Linked DNA regions of Sus scrofa: regions 1 and 3 are each linked to region 2. A link is a contact called in public HiChIP or PLAC-seq data. All regions are on one chromosome and are shown on one strand. Each heading gives the region's core, a stretch centred on a gene start, on an enhancer-like site or on the middle of the called end of the contact. The rest is flanking DNA. Distances are from core to core; before and after follow the strand shown. Region 1 holds the start of RASGEF1B (RasGEF domain family member 1B). Region 2 has its middle 320 kb from the start of RASGEF1B. Region 3 holds the start of LOC102163780 (vesicle-associated membrane protein 714-like).

Region 1 (3,649 bases), core at 88-2,587, 320 kb before region 2:
CCGGGGCTAAATATAGATCTACGCACACAAGCAGTGCCTGACCGGCGTCACATGGCGCTGCTGACGAAGGACTCCTTGGAGACGCGTTCGCCCAAACACACATAGACACACTCGTGTGCATATGCATCTGCACACACCATACCCACCGGATTCATCCGCGCAGACAGACGCGTCCACAGTCCTTAGACAGGGTCGCTGCCCAGAGACCCTCCTGCTGTTTACGACGCTTGTGCCACCCTCGGCGCTGTCAGAGGGCTCATTAGCTGCGGTGCTCTCGCCTGAACTGCGCGGACCGGGTTGGGGTGAAGTAGGAATGCGCACAACAGCCGTACGCAGACAGACAGACGCACGTACAGGCCTCCTGTCCCTCCCATTTCTCTCGCACAGCCCTGAAGTTCTTGCCACCGTTTCCCCAGAAGGAGGAGCCTCTCTCCTGCGGGCAGCCCGCGAGGCTCCCAGGTAGCTCCTGTTCACTTTATTAAAGCCCGACCAGGTGATCCGAGGCGACAAACCTGAGCTCAGGCAAGAGAAAGGCGACACGTTGTGCCCCAAGTTTGTCCGCTGAAGGAATATCACCTCGTCAGGGGCAAGTAAATGACTTCTGTTCCCCTGTCTCCGCCCAAAGAAGCAGACCTTAAGATCCTAAGGCTCCGACACCAAAAATAAACAGTTCCCTCCACCCACCCACCCGCACACGAAAACTGGCCAAGCAGCAGAAGGAAACAGCCTCGCAGTGCACAAGGAAGGGGAGACAGGATGAAAAAAGGATGAACGCAACTACAACTCAGACAAATCCTCGAAAATCGTGGCAAGATCTCGAAACAGAGGCTTGGCTTCGGGATCAGGGCGAGAAGCGAGGCACATCCCAAGCCTGTCCCCGCCCGCGACCCAACGGCTGGGTCCCGCACCTGTTGGCACCCAGGCCGCTGCCGGGGCGGCCCCAGACATCCTCGGCGGCCAGGCAAGGGGACTCTCCCGGTCTCCGGCTTTAGCAGGCGCTTTGAGCCGGCAGCGCCCACTGGCCCGGGCTCTCCCGCCGCCTCCCGGCGCACCGGCAGCCGGGGCGCAGGGAGAGAGCCGGGCGGCTCCGCGCGCAGCTCCGGGGACGCCTGGGAGAGCGCAGCGCGCGGCGGGGTCGCGCGTTCCCGCCGCCGGGCTCCCGTTTCTCCCGGGAGAATTGTTGACCAGAGAACAACCCACCTGCAGACGGCCCCGGGTCCTCGGCCTCCCGGCTGTGTGCCGCGCGCCCACAACGCAACCAAAGGACTGGGAGCGAAAGCGCGCGGGAAGAAGGAAAAGAAAAATCCGCCCAACCAGTCGGATGCCTTGTTTATACTGAAACTCCGGCCGCCGCCGCCGCGCACACCCCTCCGCCCGAGCGCCCGCCCCCGCCGCCGGCCCCGCCCGAGCGGCCGCACGGCCAATCACGGCGCAGCTCACCGCCCACTCCGCCACCGCCCCCGGCGCCGGGCACCAGCCCACGGGTCCCGGGGGCCCCGACTCTGGAGGCGCGGTTGCCCGGGTGCCCTCCTACGCTGCGGAGGCCCGCGGAGCCGGGCGCAGCGGTGTTTACCAGCGCGGGTTCGGCTCGCTGAGCCCGCGTGCGTCTCCTCCTGAGCGCATGTGCTGGAGGCTGTTTGTGCAGTCATGTGTGTACCCGTGTGTGTTCATTTACCTGTGTGCTACCTGTACATACCGGCCCGACTTGTTATACAGTATCTATTAACATAATTATGAGCTAGAGGTTACTGTCCGTGGAATTTTCAGAGGAGAGCTGAGAGAAACCACAAGAACACTGGCCCAGCAAATGTTTACAGAAAGCCTGCGTGCTAGGCATTGTGACAAACGCTGGGGGCACACTCCGGGCAAAAGGAGGCTGGATCCTGCCATTAGGAAGCGTGCAGTCTAGAGGAGGACAAGCGTTAAGCGAACGGTCACCTAAACAAAATGTCAAACTGCGGCTGTTAAAAGTTCCACCAAAAAAAAAAAAAAAAGGAAGAAGAAGAGGGAACCTGTGCTGTGAAATACGATTCTGGAGGCAAAGCGGGAGGTCCGGCCTCCCTAAAGGCTGCGCTGTCATGGTAACCATATACTCTAGAATTGGATACTTGATAACTGTTTTAGAAAAAAGATAGAAACTCCAGTACTTCACCTTGTACGAATACAAAAAAAAAAAAAAAAAAAAAAAAAAAAAAAAAAAAAAGGCTGGAGAAAAGAAACGATGGAAGCAAACAAGGGAAGGAAGAGATGCAGGGAAAGAATACAAACTAAACATCAGGAGACAGTTGCCCGCTACGTGACCTTGGATAAGTAAAGCCGCTTTTCTGCGTTTCAGTTTTCCCATGTGTAAAACAACACTATTCACACCTGTCCTATAGGAAGGCCTTCCATTAGGATGGCTGTGATAGAGGCCCCCTTTTTGTCCCGCTCCATCTTCCCTCCCTCCCGCCTCCTTTCTGGGATGGTAGCAGCCACCTCGAGGTTCACCGCGCCTATTCTGATTCCGCCCCTCCCTTTCTGCACAGGCACACCCCCTCTCACTTCTTTTTCTCTGATTATACTCCCTCCTTCTCTTCTGCAAACGGGTCTCCCCTGACTCAGTCATCCACTCCCATCTACCTGAGCTTCTCTGCCGTTTGTAAAAGGAGAGCCTGTCCTGGCCAGCTATTCAATACAAAGCACCGAGGCTTGGGTGGCCCTGCTCAGCTGGTGTGGTTGTGCTGGTTGGTTAGTCTTTCAAGCTCAGTTTTCCATCGTGGTTCTGCAACAAGGAAGCCACATGAGGTTGGGCAAGTCATTTATGACCTGTAGCAATAAATTAAAGGAGTCGGACTAAATCACGATTTCTTAATGGAAATATTTGACATGCCCTTTGTAACTTCTGGATACACCCATCAGCCCAGAAGATTTTGCCAGCATTACATTCTACAGTATTTTACCCCTACTAAAACAAAAGATGCTTATTTTAATTCCTCAAAAATATAAAGAGGATACTATGATACCACTGATTCAACACTTTACCAAACCACACCCCTGCTCCCCATTCTGGCTGATCCCCAAGACCCCCTCCAGTTCCCTGTATGAGATAATACTGCAGGAGAGAGTCCAGAGTTAGGTGGTCCCGGCCCTAATCCTGTCTCTGCATCGTCAAGTCAGCGCTCAAACCTTAGAAAAGCCAAGGGTGGATTCTGGGCCCCAGTTTACTCATCCGAAAAATAGCAATCGTGGTTTATGAACGCAATTCTTCACCAAAGATTAAAAGAAATAATACACAAACAGAGTTTGGAGCAATGCCCTTCAGAGCAGCCTTCCCTAACCTCCCAATTAAAAGGCAGTCACCTCCCCTCATCTCTTCCTTCCCCATGTTGCTGTTTCCTCCGTAGGACGTGCCGCCATCAACATGCTGGGTATTGCACTTACCATGGCCTCCCCCTTCACTAGAATATAAGCTCCTCAAGAGCTGGGTTTTGCGGTCATTGTAGTTGTCTTTCTGCTCTATTTCCGATGTTTAGAACAGTGCTCACCCATTATAAGCACTCAATAAATGTAGCTGGTTGAATCCATTCATTCATTCATTCATTCATTCACTAATGCTCAGCACATGTAAGCCCGCAATAAAGAATAGCTCTTAGGATTGGATAGTAGTCTC
Region 2 (3,666 bases), core at 237-2,736:
TTTCCTAGAGAGGTCTGCCAAAAGACTAAGGGGATCCAGGGGCCCTAAAGGAGCCGTGCAGGCCCCCTGCTGCTCTGCTGCTCTCACCCAGCTCTGCTTTCTCTCTCGGAGCCCACGGCCCCACAGGGGAGCAACTTTCATCTCAGATACATCGAGTTTTACTCCACCCTTTTAATCAGAGAGATGAGTAAGGCTGGAATTCAGAAACACCTCTTCTATGCTGCTTATCAACGTTCTTAAAGGCTGAATTTAACATTCTTAAAGCCTGTCAGACAGCAATTGTATGTTATATATAAAACAGATAACCAACAAGGGCCAACGGCATAGCACAGGGAATTATACTCAGTATTTTGTAATAACCTATAAGGGAAAAGAATGCAAAATAAAAGAATACACACACACACACAACTAATACAACCTTATAAATTGACTATACTTCAATTAAATATATATATTTTAAAAAGAGAAAGTACTTGTATGTTGTTCAAAGAGATCTAAGTTCTGCAGGCTAAGTCAGAAAAACCTCGTGCCAAAGAGTAGACACGTGCCCTAAGTTGCCACATAATATGGCTTAAAATCTGAGATCTGTAGTCAAAATACAAAACTGTTTTCCGCAGGGACCCACACTCGCTGCATGGCACTAGACACGTCACTGACTTTTCTGGGCCTCAGTCTCCTCTACTGTAAAAGGGCAGCAAAAGGCCCACTTCATAGCCTGAAAAGGATTAAATGCAACCACATATGCATATCCCAGAGCTCAGACATGGGTGGACATTCAGTAAATATTGCTCTCACTTCCAGTTGGAGCTCCTTGAAAAATTAAGGCTGGAAGAAGAAGTGTATCTGTCAAACAACTTTTAACACAGCATTGTCTGCGAATAAATTAAGGTGGATATATCATATATCAGATACAGTGTTTATCACATAAAAGACATCACTGATGATAAAATATCACTAAAAAAGTGCTGCTACTCATCTGCTGCCATTGACTGTACCAAGCATCACAATTTTAGAAATCTTAAAATATTTGCCATTTTCATAAAATCAATGAAATGCACGAAGTGTCTAAGATTCCAGAAAAGCTTGGAGATCCAACAGAAGCAAGAACCAGGAAACAAAGAATCCCATATTTCGCTTCTGCAGCTTAATCTCTTTTATCTTGAGGGGAACAAAAATCGTAAAGTTCAGGCCAAACAAACAATTGCTCAACTGAGAATTCCTTCAAGTTCCAGTTTACCCAGTTTACAGCAGTAACGAGATAGGTAGAAACAGCCTCGGAGGGAAGAGGCCAGCGGAAGAATCTGGAAGGTGTTACCACCTTCTTTAAAAAAAAAAAAAAAATAGTTCATTTCCGTCTCAGTGTTTTGATGTTTGAGTTTCAACATTTAAAGCGTGTCGTTCTAAGCCTGTAGGCAGACTACAGGGTAGTGCTGAGGCTCGGCAGACACGCGGAGTATTCCTGACCACGGCGTTAGGTAACCTAGAGCGACCTTTAGTGGTGGCTCCCTGAAATTACAACCAGGCGTCCCAGAGGGGAGGACGAGGGCTCAGCCAGCATGACTAAGCAAAATTCTCCTAGGTCACAGCGGGAGTGATGCCTCCTCCAGGCTCTTGCCTGACCGAGGTTTTGAAGAGGTCTCTGGAGGTGGGGCTAGAAGTGGTGGTAGCTCTCATCACTGCCGTCTTAATACGTGTGGCATCTCCTGCATATCCTTTATTTCATTAACAGAATCGAGAAATGTGGAAAAGGCCCTAGGGATTATCTAATCCAGTTCTCTTATTTGTAGATTATAAAAGTGTGATTCAACTATTCTAGGCCAAAGTCAGACGGCTAGACAGGGGCAGATCCAGGCCTTGAACCAGGCCTCCTAACGCCAAGTGCATTGTTCTCTCAACGGAATTACTTTGCTGTTCATGAGTATTGGCTATGTGTATGTTTCCGCATTTATTGAGCACTTAATACGTGATGAAGTGCATTGAACGCATATTTACAGCTCTGTTAGAAAGTTTGAGATGAATTGGGGATTGGCATATAAAAAAACAGTCAGTGAAAACTACTAACACTTATATAGCTCTGACACCCTGTGAGGTAGGAACCGTCACTCGCATTTCACAGTTGAAGAAACGGAGGCACAGAAAGTCTCTGATAATCACTATCTCCCTCCAAACCCCTTAAAAGTTACATAGAAAAGAGAATGCACTCCTAACATAGCACACGGCTTAGCCACATGCGACAGTAACACGGGCTCAAGAATATAAACCACAGCTTTCGGACATGGTCGGACTTGGAAGACACCAGGGGAAGCATATGTAGAGAATGGGGCCCGTAAGAAAACGAGACCACCGCTTTCTACAGGAGACACCCATGGACATAGAGAACTGGAAAATTATGACAAAAATGACAGTATAAACAGAGACGTTACCAGGGGTGCAAATCCAGGTGAAAACAAGGAAAGGGAGCTGCAGAGGTTGGAGGGCAGATCAAGGGAGGCGGACTGGATACTCTGCCGCTTTCCCCTGTAAGGCTTCTACCCGAGACTCTAAGACACAGGCATTGACACTGTGACAAGATATAAAAGCAAACCCTGAGACGAAGACGTATAAAGGCAATTCACGAAAAGGAATGCTTGCAAATTTGTGTGTAAAAGGACAACAATGACGCACGAGCACTGAAAGAGGACGCTTTCCAGAGTGACCTTCTTATGCCATTTGCCAAAGACGTAAGAGGTCAACCAGAGCGTGCATGCTCCAGTTAAGGCCTTGCGTCTTTATTTAAAAGGCTGGCAAATAAATGCACATTTATACACTTTAAGTTGAAATAAAGTACTAGGCCGATGTACATATTGCTTCTTACTATTCTCCTCTTCGAGCTTTTACATTAACCAGCCAGCATCCCAGCTACATTGGTGGAGCATTAGTGGATGCTGTGGTGAGGCACCCAGACCCCCTCTTCAGAACTGAGGCGCCCCAGCCCACCCCCTGGTCGCAGCTGGTGGGAGTGTTGGCAGCTGGCGGCTCTCGGCTAAGTCATTCCCCAGGGACTGGGTAACACCTAGCCCAAGGTCGCCAACCCTTTTCCAATTGTGGTCAACATGGTGGTAAAAAGACTTGGCCGTCTCGACACGAGATGGAACCACTCTGACGTGACACCCAGCTCCAGACCCCGGACCACGTCACAGCCTCCCTGTCCCGCCTCCCCCCTCCCCAGGCGTCGGCCTCACACTGGTGATTCTCCCCGGCAACCTTCTCACACGCAGATCCCCACAGAGTGAGACACGGAGCGGAGCGTCCTTCCGGGGAGCGTGACACCAGACGGTCAAATAAGAGGCCTTTTCCTTTCTACTAGATATGTCACTATCACTATTTTGACTGAAGACATTTTTAAAAACAAAGGCCCTTGATTCTTTTACTTTTTTTTTTTTTTTTTTTTTTTTTTTTTTTTTTTTTGCAGCATATGGAAGTTCTCAGGCTAGGAGCAAATTGGATCTGCAGCTGTCAACCTCCACCACAGCTCATGGCAACGCCGGGTCCTTAACCCACGGCGTGGGGCCAGGGATCGAACCCACATGCTCACGGATCCTAGCGGGGTTCGTTACCGCTGCGCCACGACGGGAGCTCTGGGTGTTACTGTCTTTGCTTTAACCTCCCTTTGCAGACAGTTCAAAA
Region 3 (3,580 bases), core at 478-2,977, 340 kb after region 2:
CCACTTCTCCAACTATCGGATGCTTGTTGTCGTTACTGCAGCTCATGATTTCACTGCCCAGTGGCTTTCAGCCCCACGATTTACGAAACAGAAGGAGCAACACAAGTGTGGCCAAGTTCATTAAGCTTAGTTTTACTGTAAGAAAGGCCATACCAACGCATGACCTCAGAATCCACGTATTTCATTTTCCCACATCTAAGTGATGTAACCAGTGCTCGTAATTCAGTCTTCCCACCTGTAATGCAAGATATTATCCCCAAGTTGATTCACGATTTCCTTTACATAAAAGGACAAACGATTCAACCAAGCATTTTTCCCAGGAGCTATATAGTCTAGACCAGTTTTGCTGCTTGCTTGTCAAATCCAATTTGCCTGCACTGAGTTAAAATAAACTCAATCGACTACCTGTCTTCACCTCGTGCCAGGCACCCCAGAAGGCCATCAATTATTTCTCCTTTAAATTTATACCATTAGGAACAAACCAGTAATTCCCATCACCATAAAAACCTTATCACCATAAAAACTGCAACCACACATCTACAGTATGCTGCGTAATTATTTAATTTAAACTGGACGACTATCCCCATTTTACAGATTGGCACATGGAGTCTAGAAAGGTTAAGTTACAGCAAAGGCACAGAGTAAACGGCCGTGCCTGTATCTTGGATCCAAGGGTCCGACTTCTTTCCACTCTGCCACAACCCCTTGCCAATGGAAACATCTAAGCCTATCTGAAACTTAGTCTTTAAAACATTCTTGTCCAGGAACTCAAGGTCTAGGACTCGCCCGCCTCTCAAACCTGCCCCCGCTGCCGCACACCCTGCCTCTGCGCCGCACCCTCAGCCAACCCGGAGCGCAGTGCCCACGTCCAAGCCGCCACAGCTGCTCCGTCTGCCTGCCCTGCGCCACCGTCCTCCACCCCGGCCCTGACTGCGGAAACCCCGCTTCTGCTCCCGGGAGAGCCAGCGGCCTCCGCGCCAGCTGCGGCGATGCCTTCACCTTGCATTTGGCCTCGCGGCGACCGCCGGGCACCCGAGGCTGGCACTTGTCTGCACGTGCCTCCGTGACCACCACCAGACCATGCCCTCCCCCGGTCAGGGTCTGCAGCCTCGGCCTCCGCACACGCGTCCGTCCAGGCGCCCGGCGAGCGCGTGGGGGCTTCAGCAAATGCCCGTTGAGCTAACGCACGGGTTTTACTTGAAGTCGAGGTCTCTCTTTTACGTGTCCTAGGCTGCGACTGAATCCCATGTAGGTCAACACGGTGAAGTAACGGGCTCCTACGTGATTTTAAGGACGACCGCGAAAAAGGCGTCACTCACCCGAAGCCACTTGTTCCAGAAACCTCGTCGGGGCCTCATCACAGGCTCAGCCCCGGCAACAGCCGGCCCCGCCTCCCTCCCTGCCAATCATCCCCCCCCCGCGCCGGCCCCGCCTCCCTACCTGCCAATCACTCGCCCCCCCCCGCGCCGGCCCCGCCTCCCTCCCTGCCAATCACTCGCCCCCCCCGCGCGCCGGCCCCGCCCCCCTCCCTGCCAATCACTCGGGCCCGCCCCCCCCCGCGCCGGCCCCGCCTCCCTCCCTGCCAATCACTCGCGGCCCCCCCCCCCGCGCCGGCCCCACCTCCCTCCCTGCCAATCACTCGCCCCCCCCGTGCGCCGGCCCCGCCTCCCTCCCTGCCAATCACTCGCTCCCCGCGCCTGCGCAGACACCACCCTCTCGCGCAGCCCCGCCCCAGTCGCCGCCCCGAGGCTGTCGCGGGCGGTTGGGACCGCGGAGCCTTTCCTTCGCCGGCCGCCCGCGATGCCGATCACCTACAGCTGCATCGCACGTGGCCGAGCGGTCCTAGCGGAGCTGGCCCTGACCGGCGGCTCATACCAGGTACCCCTGCGGCGGCACTTCGGCCTTCGCCGGTTCCACCCGCCGCTCGGGCCTCGGCGCTGAGGGGCTGCCCTGAGCGGGCTGTGGGGGCGCGAGGCCCCGCCCCCGAGAGCGGCCTGTCCAGTGAGACGGGGAATCCCTGCCCCGAGCCGCTCCCGCTCCGAACGGCAGAGCCGCCAGTGCGCCGCCCAGCGGTTGGGGCTGGTGCTGCACGCCACCTGCTTGGCGGTCGCTTCCTGTTTAATTCCAGAGACCCTTCAAGATGTTCTCTCCCCCCAGACATGGCCTGCGATTCAACGCACATTTATTGAATACATGTTAGTCGCACAATCCCGGAGTAAAGGTATGAGGGATGCAACAATGAAGAGAAGGCGGCGCCTGGAGTTGTCACTTCAGGAGCACGTTGTCCATTTATACCCAAAGGCTGCATTCAGATGTCTTACTGTGTAAAAAGCATTTCAGTGCAGGTGGATCATGATTGCTACTCTAGCATTCTGGAAAGAAAGGCTGGCTTGCCAGCCACAGAGGAGGTGGTGGTCGGGTGCTTGGCTTAGAAGCATTACAAGTCAGCTGTAGCCTGGCCCGGGGAAGGGGAATGGGCCCTCTATGCAGAGGGAACAGCATGGTGTGCTTGGGGAACCTCAGGAATTCAGTGTGGCTGGAGCAGAGCACAGTATGTAGGTACTAAAGATGAGGTCAGAAAAGTGGACCAAGAATAATTAATGAAGGGTCTTATATGCAGTTTGTTTTCTTATCCTAGAGAAACCAGGGAGCAATTAAAGATTTACAGTAGAAGAACAGCAAAATCTGATCCATCTTCTGGGAGATTTGGTCTAGTTTCAATAGAGAAGGTGGATTGGAGGGAAGAGAACCAGCTAGAAGGATATCGTTGTTGTTTATCTAGGACCTCAGGGCCTGAGCTCAGGCAATGACCTGCAGCAGGAAAGGGGGACAGGGGCAGATCCTGAAGAGACTTTGTAAAATAACCTTCAGGAGTTAATGACTGGTCGAATATGTGGGATAGGGATCAGAGCCATGCCGAGGCTGAGCCTCAACTTTTTTTTTCTTTTTTTTTAATCTTTTCCCCCCCAGCTCTATTGAGATATAATTGACATATAACATTGTGTAAGGTGTACAATGTGAAGATTTGTCAAAATTTTTTTCTTAGGCGACATTAAACATGATAGAAACTACATACAGAGGAGCAGGATTGTGAGGGAAGGAGTCAGAGGAAGTGCAGGGGAGGAGGAGGGGAGTACAGTTTGGGACAGGTTAAATTTTGTTGCCAGTTAGAAATAGCCAGTATATGTATATTTATTCCTCCGTCTTACTTCCAAAACAAGTCATAAAAATGGCCAATAGGTAGCCCTCAGAGGGTCAGAGCTAACAGTTAAAGATGCTTGAGGTAGGCAAGACGGCCCGAGAAGAGTCTGGAGAAGAGCAGCAAAAGGCAGAACACTGCTGGGAATAGCAAAGAGAAGTGGGTCCCCATATGAGAGCCATGAGGTTCTGAAGGCCAAGAGAAGAAAATTACAAGAATGTCTAAGCCCCAGGGAAGTTGAAGAAAACCTACAAGGTGTTCATTGGACTCATCCATTAGGTGACACGAGAGGTAGAGGCAGAAGCCAGATTGCGTTAGGCCGAGCGAATGGGAAATGAGGGAGTAGAGAGCGTGCAATTCTTTCCAGAGTTTAGAAAGAGA

What was found. HiChIP or PLAC-seq counts read pairs in DNA pulled down with a chosen protein or histone mark.
Region 1: an H3K27ac HiChIP or PLAC-seq map of alveolar macrophages shows a contact between it and region 2. The contact joins the promoter of RASGEF1B here to the enhancer-like site in region 2. A contact is called at or near these places in 1 of 5 promoter capture datasets (liver), 19 of 47 Hi-C or Micro-C datasets (alveolar macrophages, brain, embryonic fibroblasts and 11 more) and 2 of 2 datasets of contacts at active chromatin or transcription factors (alveolar macrophages and skeletal muscle).
Region 3: an H3K27ac HiChIP or PLAC-seq map of alveolar macrophages shows a contact between it and region 2. The contact joins the promoter of LOC102163780 here to the enhancer-like site in region 2. A contact is called at or near these places in 1 of 5 promoter capture datasets (liver), 12 of 47 Hi-C or Micro-C datasets (alveolar macrophages, embryonic fibroblasts, epiblast stem cells and 7 more) and 2 of 2 datasets of contacts at active chromatin or transcription factors (alveolar macrophages and skeletal muscle).

Annotation. Positions count from the first base shown.
Region 1 is chr8:136,553,903-136,557,551 of Sscrofa11.1, reverse strand. It overlaps RASGEF1B (RasGEF domain family member 1B), which reads right to left and starts at 1,337. Exons shown (of 14, transcript NM_001195367.1): 1 at 1,201-1,337.
Region 2 is chr8:136,237,246-136,240,911 of Sscrofa11.1, reverse strand. It overlaps a transcript of RASGEF1B not described here. Among named protein-coding and RNA genes, the nearest start is that of RASGEF1B, 320 kb to the left of the region's middle. Within about 2 kb of position 1,486, at least 12 of the 83 cell types and tissues checked have an H3K27ac peak or open chromatin away from gene starts, as enhancers often do. A contact at or near this core is called in alveolar macrophages, fetal liver and liver, where this site is marked.
Region 3 is chr8:135,893,820-135,897,399 of Sscrofa11.1, reverse strand. LOC102163780 (vesicle-associated membrane protein 714-like) reads left to right here and starts at 1,727. Exons shown (of 6, transcript XR_002346908.1): 1 at 1,727-2,221. It also overlaps a transcript of RASGEF1B not described here.